Linked DNA regions of Mus musculus: regions 1, 2 and 4 are each linked to region 3. The links are chromatin contacts, called in public Hi-C and promoter capture Hi-C maps. All regions are on one chromosome and are shown on one strand. Each heading gives the region's core, a stretch centred on a gene start, on an enhancer-like site or on the middle of the called end of the contact. The rest is flanking DNA. Distances are from core to core; before and after follow the strand shown. Region 1 holds the start of E2f7 (E2F transcription factor 7). Region 2 overlaps Tph2 (tryptophan hydroxylase 2). Region 3 holds the start of Atxn7l3b (ataxin 7-like 3B). Region 4 holds the start of Csrp2 (cysteine and glycine-rich protein 2).

Region 1 (2,700 bases), core at 26-2,525, 2.2 Mb after region 3:
CCTGTTCCAGGGAATTAACGCTTTCTAATTTCTTCCAACATTAATTCAACTGCCCTTGGGATCTCTAGGCATCACAAACTTCTGATCACTGCATCCAGAATGCACCTTTGGCTTCAGAAGCTGGTTCCAACACTAATGACTTAAGAGGAGCCGAAACAAAGGTCGCAATGGCCCCATTCTCTAAAAACTCCTCTATAACGGCCATCACAATTATGCTGTATACGAGACGAAAGCTAGGCATCACCATCCAAAACATGCTGGAGACTATAAAGTATTTATTTGTGCTTACCTTTTGTGCGTTCTCTGCATCTTCAATGGCAAAATCTAGTCTGGTCTGCCTGGGGCTGATCAAGTCTTTTAGTGTTAAACAATTCACCTCCATCTGGAACACACAACTATATCAGAAAATGATTTTACATTTATTTCCCCCTACAACAACAACGACAAAATGCCACTTGTGAACATCAACTTTCCCTTCCTACAGCATTCCTGGAATTTTCCAAGAATGAAGACACCCTCCATTCCTCATTAAAACTCACACGGACAAACACTTAAAATATACTTAGGAATCACTGGAAATCTGGGAAGACGAAAAAACTGAACAAAACTGCAATCCTTTATGAAAAGCAACAGGCAAAATAGTTACCAAGGAAGGAAGGTGTTAGGCAAATGCCAAGAAAGTTACAGGGTCTCCCAGGTCAGTTAATTTTGGCGCAAAGAACCGGGAGGAATTCAACTTTGAGTGGGTTTGATCTAGGGGGTAGACTGAAACCTGATCTAGAGACCAACCCATGCGGGAAGCGCTCAGCCCCTCCCTAGGCATCTAAGCACACCCCAAGTGAAACTCTTCCCAGGGGACCCCTAAATCGTGGGGGTAGGTGGTAGTGGGGACCAGCCTCCTTCACCTAGCGCTGCAGCCAGCACAACCCCAGGGGGCACTCGGACCCGGGGCCTGTGGGACGGCATCCAGGGCGGCGGGTAACCCGTCTCCGCATTCCCGCCTCCCCATCCGAGGGGGCCGCACGCTTCCTTACTGTCGCTGCGCGATGGAGGGTCTCTCCGGGGACGTCCGCAGCCGCACGCGTGAGCGGGCAGAGCGTGTAGATCTCAGCGGCCGGCTGGCGACATGGGCAGGGCAGGGCAAGGCTCGCAGATCCTCCGCTCCACCCGCGGTGTCCGCGTAGCGACAGCGTCTCCTACCCGCCTAAGCCAAGCTCCAGCCCTGGATCGCGGTCCCCGCTAAAACACCTCCTCTGGCGCCTTGAGACTGAATTTGAGCATTCACCAATGCGCGGCGGCCGGCGGGGCGGTGCCGACCAATGGCGCGGCGGCACGGCCCGAAGCCCCGCCCCTCGCTGTCTTGGCGCTCGGCGCCGCGCCTTTCCTCCCCTTCGCCCGCCCGCCGGATTGTTGTCGCCTCGCCCCCTCCCCCTTCCGGGTACCTGGAGGCGGTGACGCGGGAGCGTTTCCCGCGGGGACGCGGGCGCGGACGCGGGAAGCCGGGGCGGGGCGGCGCGGGCCGGCGCGCTCTCCGCGGGGCGCCCTTTTGTTGTGGGGGACCGACCCACGCCGGCCCCCAGCGCAGCAGATGGAGCCGGGGAAACGATCCGCACGCGCGGGATGCTGCGGACGCCGCCCTGCCCCCAGCAACCTGCGGGAGCCGAGTTGCCGGGACCTGCCAGGGCGGCTCCCTAGCACCCGGCGCCGCCAGGTGACACGTGAACCCTGGTTAGCACCTGGGCTGCGAGCAGATGGCACGCCCGTTAGCCCTGGGAACAACCCCGGCAGCCGCACCAAAGGGGGTTTTGCAAAAGGTTTCCTGGTGTTCCCTCTCCAGAGCATTAGAGATGGTCGAGAATGTGTTATTAGACAGTTTCTAGTAAGGACTAGCTTGGGGGATGGGGGAACAGTCAAGAATATCTCTGGAATATTACTGATTTCTATTAGACCTTTCACTTCCTTCGGATTCTTATTTAAAATATGAACCTAAGGAAAGACTGCTATTTTAGGCCCCTCTTGAGAAACTCTTGTTTAGAACCGTTTTGGATTTGCACAAAAAACTGAAAAGATACTTTAAAAGAGTTCACTCACATCTAGTACCCAGTTTCAGCCACTTATGTAAGTACAAAGCACTTGTTTAAGTCACTATTTATTCAGGTTTTCTTTTTACCAAATGCTTTTTTATTTCCTGTTGGAGGACATCGCTTTTGTTCATCTCTCCTAAGCTCCTGGTTCAGTTTCTTGGGTTGATCCCCAGATTTTCCCCGAGTACTGTTATTTTGTAGGGTGCCCTCAGCTGGGATTTATAACGGCCTCTTTAACACATGCCCACGAGTATTTCCCCACTTCAACGCAAAACTATCATTCTCATTACCCCGTCTTAGCCGTTCCGTGCAAAGGCCCCACCCTTCACCTCTCAGCTCTCAAAAATGTACAATGAGCCATCAGAAGAATTCAAAATATTTACTCAAGTCCTTCGGTTTTTACTCCAGTCTGCTGGTACATTCAGCCTGAAAATGGCTACCGGACTATACCTTAGAAAAGACCAGAACGCATGTAAAACAATCCGCATGAACAAATAAACAATAGTAGCTTAAAAAAAAAGTATGTCTATGGCAAATAACAATTTGAAGACTATAGGGATAGCTCAGCCAATAAAGTGCTTGAAGGATCAGAGTTGGACCTCTGGTGCCCATGCTG
Region 2 (2,700 bases), core at 108-2,607, 2.2 Mb before region 3:
CTTTGCTGAGAAGATGGCAGCCCTGGGCAGCCATTGCTTTGTGTACGACTCTTAGGAGTAATTAAGAGTCCGAAGGGTTTAAAGAAATGACAACAGAAATGTGTGTGTGTGTGTGTGTGTGTGTGTGCGTGTGCGTGTGTGCGTGTGTGTGTGTGTGTGTGTCAGGGAGGAGGTGATATGGTGTTACCAGGGTAGGGAGACCTGTGTGGTTTAAATAACACAACCATTAGTCTCACCTTTGTTTCTAATATTTATTTTTACTGTGCTAATATTTCTATTCTAAAGTGTTCTGCTCCACTACCAGCCATCCTTCTTACTGCCAGCCCATTATCAATTGCGATTTAGTCAAGCTTAAGGAATTTTGGCTAAAGGCAGGAAAGCATGCCCTGTTTGAGAACTGAAGTCTTGATGATGCTAAAATTCAAACTAGCCAGGGGTGGGTGCTGGGGTAGGGGGTGGGATAAGGGTGGTGGTGGGAGCGTAAAGGTGTATGGGAGGGGGACTTGGGTGTCTCCTTCTCAACAACCTTGCAAAGCAATCTCCTGAAGAAAGCAGAAACAATTCAGCAAATACTCTGAAAGGGGTAGTGAGCCCCTTTGTGTGTCTCTATACTGATCAGATGACAGATTGCTGGTATTGGACCATCTTTCAGAAGCAGTCCTTCTTTCTGAGCCTTATCCTTTGGCTACGACAGGGACAACCAAGGGGCAGATACTTGTTGGATGTTCTTCCTGTCCCATCCTGGAGCACCCATCTTCTTTAGGCACCAAGCCTTGATCTGTTAGATCATAAAGAAAAAAAATGGTGGTGGTGGTGGAGACAGAATCCACAGTGGATTGCAGAGGATGGGCTTATAATGGCTCTCAAGGAGTTAGGGATAATAGCCCCTTATGCTTGTGGAACTATTTCAGCACTAGGCTGTTGCAAGAAATATTAAAAAACAGAACTGGCCCATTCCCATGGTTATGCCTCTAACTCTCTGCCCTGGCAGCCTGACTGGCCATGCATTGGCAGGCAATGGCTGACCTATTTTTATCTCGTGGAGACTGACTCAGAATTGCACAATCTCTCCACCCAGCTCACTAAGTTCTTACTGCAGGTCATTACCATGCCAGCCCTGTGCATCAAATCCCCCATGACCTTTGTGGTGCACATCTGGCAAACCCACACTTTGCCACCGTACCTTTCTCTCTAACTCTCTTCTGCTTCCTCTCTTCCTCTGTCCAACCCAGAAGTCCCGCCTACTCACCCAGCGACTGGCTCCTTTATTCATTAGGGGATTAATTTACAGGAAGCCACCATATCATGTGACTCATTCCTCATTCCAGACAACCTCTCCCGGGAGAGCAGAATTAACATAAAATGCAAGCAGCACAGAGCCATCCACAACACTAGGCTCTGTCTCGCCATCATGGTAGGTCACAATAACTCTGCACGTGGAAGCTCCATCACTAATAAGAAAAGGCGCTGCTGGATCTGAGGTTGGAAACTCAAGTTCGTTTCATGATTTAATAGTTCCAGAATTTCGGGTCCCAGTTTTCTGACACAAACCATGCAGTCAATAACTTCAATAAAGTCTGCTTCAGTGGCAGGTAGGAAAACAAACTTGTGTAAGAATGCTTTGTTAAGCCTGGCTAGGCTGCCAGTCAATGCTTTGAAGCTTGAGGTAAGTTCTACTGTCTAGTGATAACCCTGCGTTTGGAAGCACCTTGCTATTCAATTGCTGAATACCGTGCTTCTGTGCTTTTGGCATTTCTGGCTCTTCTTCTTGTGTGTTCTTCTTGTTCTCTTATGTTGGACGGGTTTAGGAGCCCTGTAACTAAGCTTGCTTAGAGCTGTGTAGAAGGTAAGACACCGAGGACTGGAATAAGTGAGTGAAGGAGTCTCCTATAAGCAAGGGACACAGAACTTAGCGCACGGAACTTAGATCACAGTTTCAGTCAGGCTCGTTCCAGCTTTCTGTCGTGAACTTCCTCTTGCCTGGGTAAGTGGATAATAGAATTCTAGATGTGAGAGAATGTGTATGATTATTAAGCAAAAATATACTCTACTACTATGAAAGAAAGGGTTTTTTTTTGTAGTTGTTTTTCTTTTTTCTTTTTTTTTTGTTTTTTGTTTTTTTGTTTTTTTGAAAGGTAACAGTACCCATGTCTCAAAGAGAATGCTCCCCGCTCCCCCAAGGCCTCCCCACTCCCTGGGGCCTCGAGTCTCTCCAGGGTTGGGTGCATCTTTTCCCACTGAGGTCAGACCAGGCATCCTCTGCTGTATATGTGTCTGGGGCCTCATATCGGCTGGTGTATGCTGTCTGGTTGGTGGCTCAGTATCCGAGAGAGATTTCAGGGGTTCAGTTTGGTTGAGACTCCTGGTCTTCCTATGGGGTTGCCCTCCTCTTCAGCTTCTTCCAGCCTTTCCCTAATTCAACCCCTGGGGACCCCAACTTCAGTCTAATGGTTGGGTGTTAAGCATCTGTGTCTGTCTCAGCGAGCTGATTGTTGGGCCTCTCAGAGGGCAGACATGCTAGGCTTCTGTCTGTAAGCACACCATAGCATCAGTAATAGTGTCAGGCCTTGGAGCCTTCCCATGAGATGGATCCTGATTTGGGTAGGTCACTGGACCGTCTTTCCCTCAGTCTCTTCTCCATTTTTGTCCCTGTAGTTCTTTTAGACAAGAACAATTCTGGGGCAGAGTTTTTGACTGTGG
Region 3 (2,700 bases), core at 115-2,614:
TAGGCATCTACTGTAGGAGGCAGTCTGATTCAGTAACATGTACTCTTAAACATTACATGGTTTATTGTATGTCCAGATCCCACAATGTGTCAATACGTTAATTTTTTGAATCTAGAACATCTAGATTATACAAAAGTCCAATTTTTTTAAAGTTCTGTCTTTTTTTAAATTAAAAAAAAAGAACTCTGGGCAGAAAAAAATTAAGTAGCATAAGCTAAATGATTTGTATCTGCCAATTTGTGAGATCTAAATTAATTAAATAGACAACTAGAAAATACAGTTGTTTACAAATAGTTTGCACTCTAAATCAATCAGTGTAAGGTAATTCTGTACTGAGGAAAATATGATCATCTTATGCTTTTCTCTAATCTGGAAATCTTGCATAAGAAAGCTATAAAGGAGGATTTGAGTTTTTCCTTAGCCACAGTTCTTTCTGATAAATTGCAAAAGTAGAGCAGTTGCAGAGGAGGATCAAATAATGAACAAGAAAGAAAAAAGTAAAGAAAGAATACAGTGATTTCCTTATGTTTGAATTCACAACTAATCTTTTTAGGAATAGCTAGCTAGCATCTTCTGATCCATTGTGGTTAGTAGTGTGTTTTATCAGTGACAGAATAAGGACTTGCTTGAGTCAAATGAGAAAAGTTGTTAGGAGCTGGCTGCAGAGGATTTGGTGGGACGGTTCCAGTTCTCACAGTGAAAGCAGTGTAACTTTAGGAAAGTCTTCCCCCTCCTCTTTGCCTCCCCCAAACTAAGCGCACATCATTTTTATCTTGTAGCACATTTGGAGACGTATATAATCATTTCTTTACAGTCACGCTGACTTAATGGTCTTATAAGTGAGATAAATGCCTTAGGTTTATTTGATCAATATATTTGAATTATGCCTTTAGTGTCAGGATTCTAGTTGTTTTCATTCAAAGAAAGCCTCAAAGATAAACTATAGGGCAATTTGTTTCCTTGCATCATCTAGTGGATTTAAATGACAACTGCGGCAGTACTGTAAATTACTGCAAGCCAATCCTGTACGTCAAATTTTCAGTCGTATGTGGATAAACATGCCTGAAATCATTATTCGATTGATTACACAACTGGACAAGTAATTATTATTCCTCCTTTTACGTAAGAAATCATTGAAACACAGGTGAACGCATTAGTGAACGTTTAAAGCCCTAAACAAAATACCATAGCATCGTCGATAACATTTTATGAACCGGGAGAGAGAAAAAGACACAGGCAGGAATGCCAGTTGTCGCCACTGGCTCGCACAGACCAACAGTGCTCCCAGGCCAGCGAACTGCGCCAGAGCCCGAGCCCAAGCCCAGCCTCCGCGCGGAGCCAGTGCGCAGGCGCAGCACCGGGCGGAAGTGGGGGGGCGGGCCCAGACTGTCAGCGAGAGGAAGAGGCCCGAACGGCTGGGTGAGGCGCCGAGACGGTTTTCGCGGCGAGCCGGGCTCGGGTGCAGCTCAGAATCCCGAACTTGGGTGATCGTCGCAGCCGAGCGAGCGTTGGGGCTCCGGAGCGGCGGTTGCTGTCGCCGCGGACGCCGCCGTCGTCGCCGTTGCCGTCCCGGAGGACGAGGCCCGGAGAGGCCTTGCAGGCCTAGCGGAGCCCGAGTGTGCCGTGAGTAAAGCCAGCGCCCTCCGCACGGTCGCTTGCCGGTTAAGATGGAGGAGATTTCGTTGGCCAACCTGGATACTAACAAGCTGGAGGCCATCGCCCAGGAGATCTATGTAGACCTGATAGAGGATTCCTGCCTGGGCTTCTGCTTTGAGGTGCACCGGGCGGTCAAGTGTGGCTACTTCTACCTGGAGTTTGCAGACACTGGGAGCGTGAAGGATTTCGGCATCCAGCCAGTGGAGGACAAAGGCGCGTGCCGCCTCCCGCTCTGCTCCCTTCCTGGGGATCCCGGGGACGGGCCCCAGACGGAGCTGCAGCGTTCACCTCCGGAATTCCAGTAGTCACCACCTGAGAGAGGGCGACACAGTGACCAGGACAATAATAGAGACTGGTCCCCGTGGCTTTGGAGGAATAAGCTAAGTTGGAGAGAAAAAAAATTAAATCAACAAATAAAGGAAAAGCAAACAAAAGTCCCATTTACCCCCCTTCAAGATCTTAGCATTAAAATACAAAAAAAAAAAAAACCGAGAAGGCGTAAAACGAACAAAACACCCAAAGAGGAGAATTTAGGAATCCCGGTCCATTTGAAAGGGTCTCCCATGCCAGCTCTGAAATCCTGGGCAGAAGAAGGTCCAGAGGCGTCGTGCTGTATTTTGAGCTGTATAAAATACATGTGGATGTGCAAGGACCCTGAACTGTCCTCGGTACACAGGTGAGCAGCTGTGTACCCAGCCTATACAATTCTATTTGTTTCTCAGATTCTGCATCTGCCTGATGTCATGGGCCTCCTTCGAAGTTTTAGATGGTGTTGATGGTCAGGCCCTGATCAGTCAGCTTCGGTGGACTGCTCCTCTGATTTCTAAGCCTCCAATTGGGCCTCTTTGATACAAATAGAAGTCAGGTATGTGACTTAAATACTAAAAATATTAATATTCCCGTTTGAATTCGATGGGAAGCCCTTGTGCCCTTGTCTTCAAGAAGTTCCAAATCACCTGTTTTCCAAAGGTCCAGCATTTTGTGGGGACAAGGCCTTGCCTTTGGCTCATCAGAAGACCTGTCTTTCCATCCTACTGAGTGGCA
Region 4 (2,700 bases), core at 119-2,618, 2.0 Mb after region 3:
CTGTTAATAAATATCTACTGCTCCCCACAACGGGGCCTTGTCTGTTCCCGCCTTCTTTATTCAGTTAACAAGCACCGAGGTGTGCTCCAACATATTCAAGATAACTAAGCAAACAGTGTTCCAGAGACTCATGGGATGTATACGTCTATGGCAACCTGGCTATAAAAAGTGGGGTCAAACAGCCTTGAGGAGTAATGAAGGAATTATCAGTAACAATTACAAGGCAATGGCAGAGAATAGGGTCCCAAATGTCACTTGTATGCAGTGTTGAGATTGTATGAGTCTCTCTTTTGAAATCTACCGTTTAAATCTTTCTTGAAGAATCTGGGTACAAGAATCACTTCCTTTTTGGATTCTTTGGTTTTATGTAAGTAGAGATTAAGCACGCATTGAAAAAGTCAATAATTTAACTATTTTCGCTGCCCAAGTTAAAAAATTACTACACCCAGCCCCCCCCCCGCCCCGAACTGAAAAGCATTTAATAAAGTAAAAATGTATGCGACTCAAACAAAACAGGTCAAACCAAATATTTACTCAAAAAGTAATCAGGTAAACAAATAAAGTTCAAAGTCCTGGCTTCCAAGGGGGCAGAAGTTTCAAGAGCTCTCCCCTCACCTCACCCCTTACCTCACGGATGCCTATAACTATTATCTAGCTCTGAACCCATACTGTGACTTTTAGGACCTGTTGCAGAATTTCAGAACCAAGCAATGCTGTATCCTTGTTTGTACTTTAAAGGTAGAAAGCACCAGGAAAAGCTAGGAATGTTCAACTAGAATTTCACTATGGTTCCTTCTGTGCCGGGTGGGCAGAGACCACCGAACAAAGGCGATGGCCAGGAGCTCCGTTTCGCCACAGGAGAACTGGAGCTCAGAGGGTATGGAGACGCCCACCACCCCAGAGTACCCACCCAATTCCCGAGAAGGTCGTCAGGGCTGGGCAGACACACCCTTGGGGCACTGGAGCCCCGAAGCCTCTAACCCCTCCTACCCGAAGGGGAGAATCAGCCCTGGGAGGGAGCCTGGGGCTACAAAAAGAGGCATTGGCGGCCACGAGAAACTCCCAGCTCGCCTCTCTCCCAGAGAACAGGATGGAAAATTAAAGGTCACAGGGGATGATTTACCTGCCCCAAGGACATGAGGTCCCAGGGCAGGGATGGTCTGGGGGCGACAGCAGGTGTGCTAGTGGACCCCGCATTGGGGCAGAAGTGAGAGGACGGGTGGAAGCATAGTCAGGAGCAGGGGTGGAGATGACAGGGACCGCGGGGCTGCAGGCTTCCTAGGACTCACCCGAGTGGGAGGAGGGAGCACGCGGCGGGCGGAGCTAACGAGGTCTGACCGAGGAAAGCCGCGGGCGGATCCGGAGACTGGCGGGAGCGCGTGTGCCCGCTTTTAAAGACTTATGTTGGGCGTGGCCTTGTTCGCCACGCCCATCATCGGTCATGCCCCTCGGGGTGTGCGATGGTCTCCGCCCGGCCCGCTGAGCTGGGCTCCCGCTGCGGGTTTCGAGCTCTGGCCCCGAGACAAAAGACCGGAATCCCGCCTCTTCCTGCGGCTTCCCGCGCGTCCGAGTCTCCCACCGTCTCCGGCTGCTCCTACCCGCCGGTCCCGGGACGTCCGGAGCACTCAGGATCGGCCCGGAGCCAGCGAGATCCGGTGTCGCCCCGTGGGATTCCCGCCACCCTTTACTGCACAAACGCCATATGTTAGCCTCCGGGGTGCAGGACTCCCCGGTGCAGGATAGTCTCTGGTCAGAATCCCGGCTTCTGGAATCCGCAGCTTTCCTGTCGCGAAAGAGCTGCATTCCTCATCTAGACTAAACAAATGACGTTATGAAAACACCTCATTCCCCAAGTGTTTTGCTTTCCCCCACCACTCTTTGCTGAGGGGGGAAGAAACCCACAACCCACGCAGAAACCCTGGCGCCAAAAGGCTTCGGGTTTCAGTTTGCAATTGTTTGCAGTTGTCCGAAAAGTCCAGGGATGTCTCGCCGGCGAAGACAGCAGAAAGGACCTAAAATCTGGGCTTGAGGTGACATATTATTGTTCTAGACAAAAAGCAAAATAATGTCATCTCTATCTGGTTTGTATTCTAGGACATTTGGTGATCCACTTCTCTGTCATCAGTAGTGGGTTGCCCTAAGAATTAGTATTTGAAGAGTGGTGACCTCCACGCCGCAATAGGCAGCGACCAAAACTACTCCCCTCTGTCACAAATCGATCACCCCTTTCATCCAGGCGCAACATCATGCTGTTAATAGCCTAGTTCTTTGGTGGGGGTTAGGATGACTTTAACTGATAGATGCCAGTACCCTCGCGTTGCGACAATAAAAAATTTCCCGCTTACGTTGCCAAAGGCCCTGTTAGGGGGGGTAGGAGGAGGCAGAGTTGAGGAAGGCCCCTCCGGTGACAAAGTACAGGCCTGGTTTATGCCTTTTTATGTCGTATGCTGGGCCCAATCCAAAATAAGCTCGTAATTGCAGCCAGATTCTCTGTCCACCAAGGACTGTTGAAAAACAGTGCAAGTAGTGATTGACATCTCCCCCAGATTGCGGCAGGAGTTTGAAAGCATGGGTGCCTGCTGTGAGCTTTTCTAAATACCAGCAATTCTTACATTCACGATTCCGATCTGTTTGCTTTACCTCCGCAGCTTGCTGCACTTCTTACGGGAGGGGCTTCTGGTTTGTTTTCACTGAAGGAAG

The links. Promoter capture Hi-C pulls out the DNA fragments that hold promoters and counts their contacts. Hi-C and Micro-C count contacts between places; a contact is called where the count stands out from the background.
Region 1: a contact with region 3 is called in a Hi-C map of double positive thymocytes, with 8 times the contacts expected there. The contact joins the promoter of E2f7 here to the promoter of Atxn7l3b in region 3. A contact is called at or near these places in 1 of 39 promoter capture datasets (liver), 3 of 484 Hi-C or Micro-C datasets (CD4 T cells, CD8 T cells and double positive thymocytes), 2 of 115 datasets of contacts at active chromatin or transcription factors (astrocytes and thymic regulatory T cells) and 2 of 9 other capture datasets (adipose tissue and liver).
Region 2: a contact with region 3 is called in a Hi-C map of the N1E-115 cell line, with 4 times the contacts expected there. The contact joins the enhancer-like site here to the promoter of Atxn7l3b in region 3. A contact is called at or near these places in 2 of 39 promoter capture datasets (embryonic stem cells and hippocampal neurons), 1 of 484 Hi-C or Micro-C datasets (the N1E-115 cell line) and 8 of 115 datasets of contacts at active chromatin or transcription factors (SST interneurons, astrocytes, differentiating embryonic stem cells and 5 more).
Region 4: a promoter capture Hi-C map of liver shows a contact between it and region 3, with 4 times the contacts expected there. The contact joins the promoter of Csrp2 here to the promoter of Atxn7l3b in region 3. A contact is called at or near these places in 2 of 39 promoter capture datasets (liver and pre-B cells) and 1 of 484 Hi-C or Micro-C datasets (CD4 T cells).

What each region holds. Positions count from the first base shown.
Region 1 is chr10:110,744,014-110,746,713 of GRCm38.p6, reverse strand. E2f7 (E2F transcription factor 7) reads right to left here and starts at 1,275. Exons shown (of 13, transcript NM_178609.5): 1 at 1,035-1,275; 2 at 290-382. The coding sequence starts at 382.
Region 2 is chr10:115,098,713-115,101,412 of GRCm38.p6, reverse strand. All of the region lies in intron 8 of Tph2 (tryptophan hydroxylase 2), which reads left to right. Among named protein-coding and RNA genes, the nearest start is that of Tph2, 85 kb to the left of the region's middle. Within about 2 kb of position 1,357, at least 13 of the 459 cell types and tissues checked have an H3K27ac peak or open chromatin away from gene starts, as enhancers often do. A contact at or near this core is called in the N1E-115 cell line, where this site is marked.
Region 3 is chr10:112,927,690-112,930,389 of GRCm38.p6, reverse strand. It overlaps Atxn7l3b (ataxin 7-like 3B), which reads left to right and starts at 1,364. Exons shown (of 1, transcript NM_001033474.2): 1 at 1,364-2,700. The coding sequence starts at 1,668. The coding sequence ends at 1,961.
Region 4 is chr10:110,918,844-110,921,543 of GRCm38.p6, reverse strand. Csrp2 (cysteine and glycine-rich protein 2) reads right to left here and starts at 1,368. Exons shown (of 6, transcript NM_007792.4): 1 at 1,290-1,368.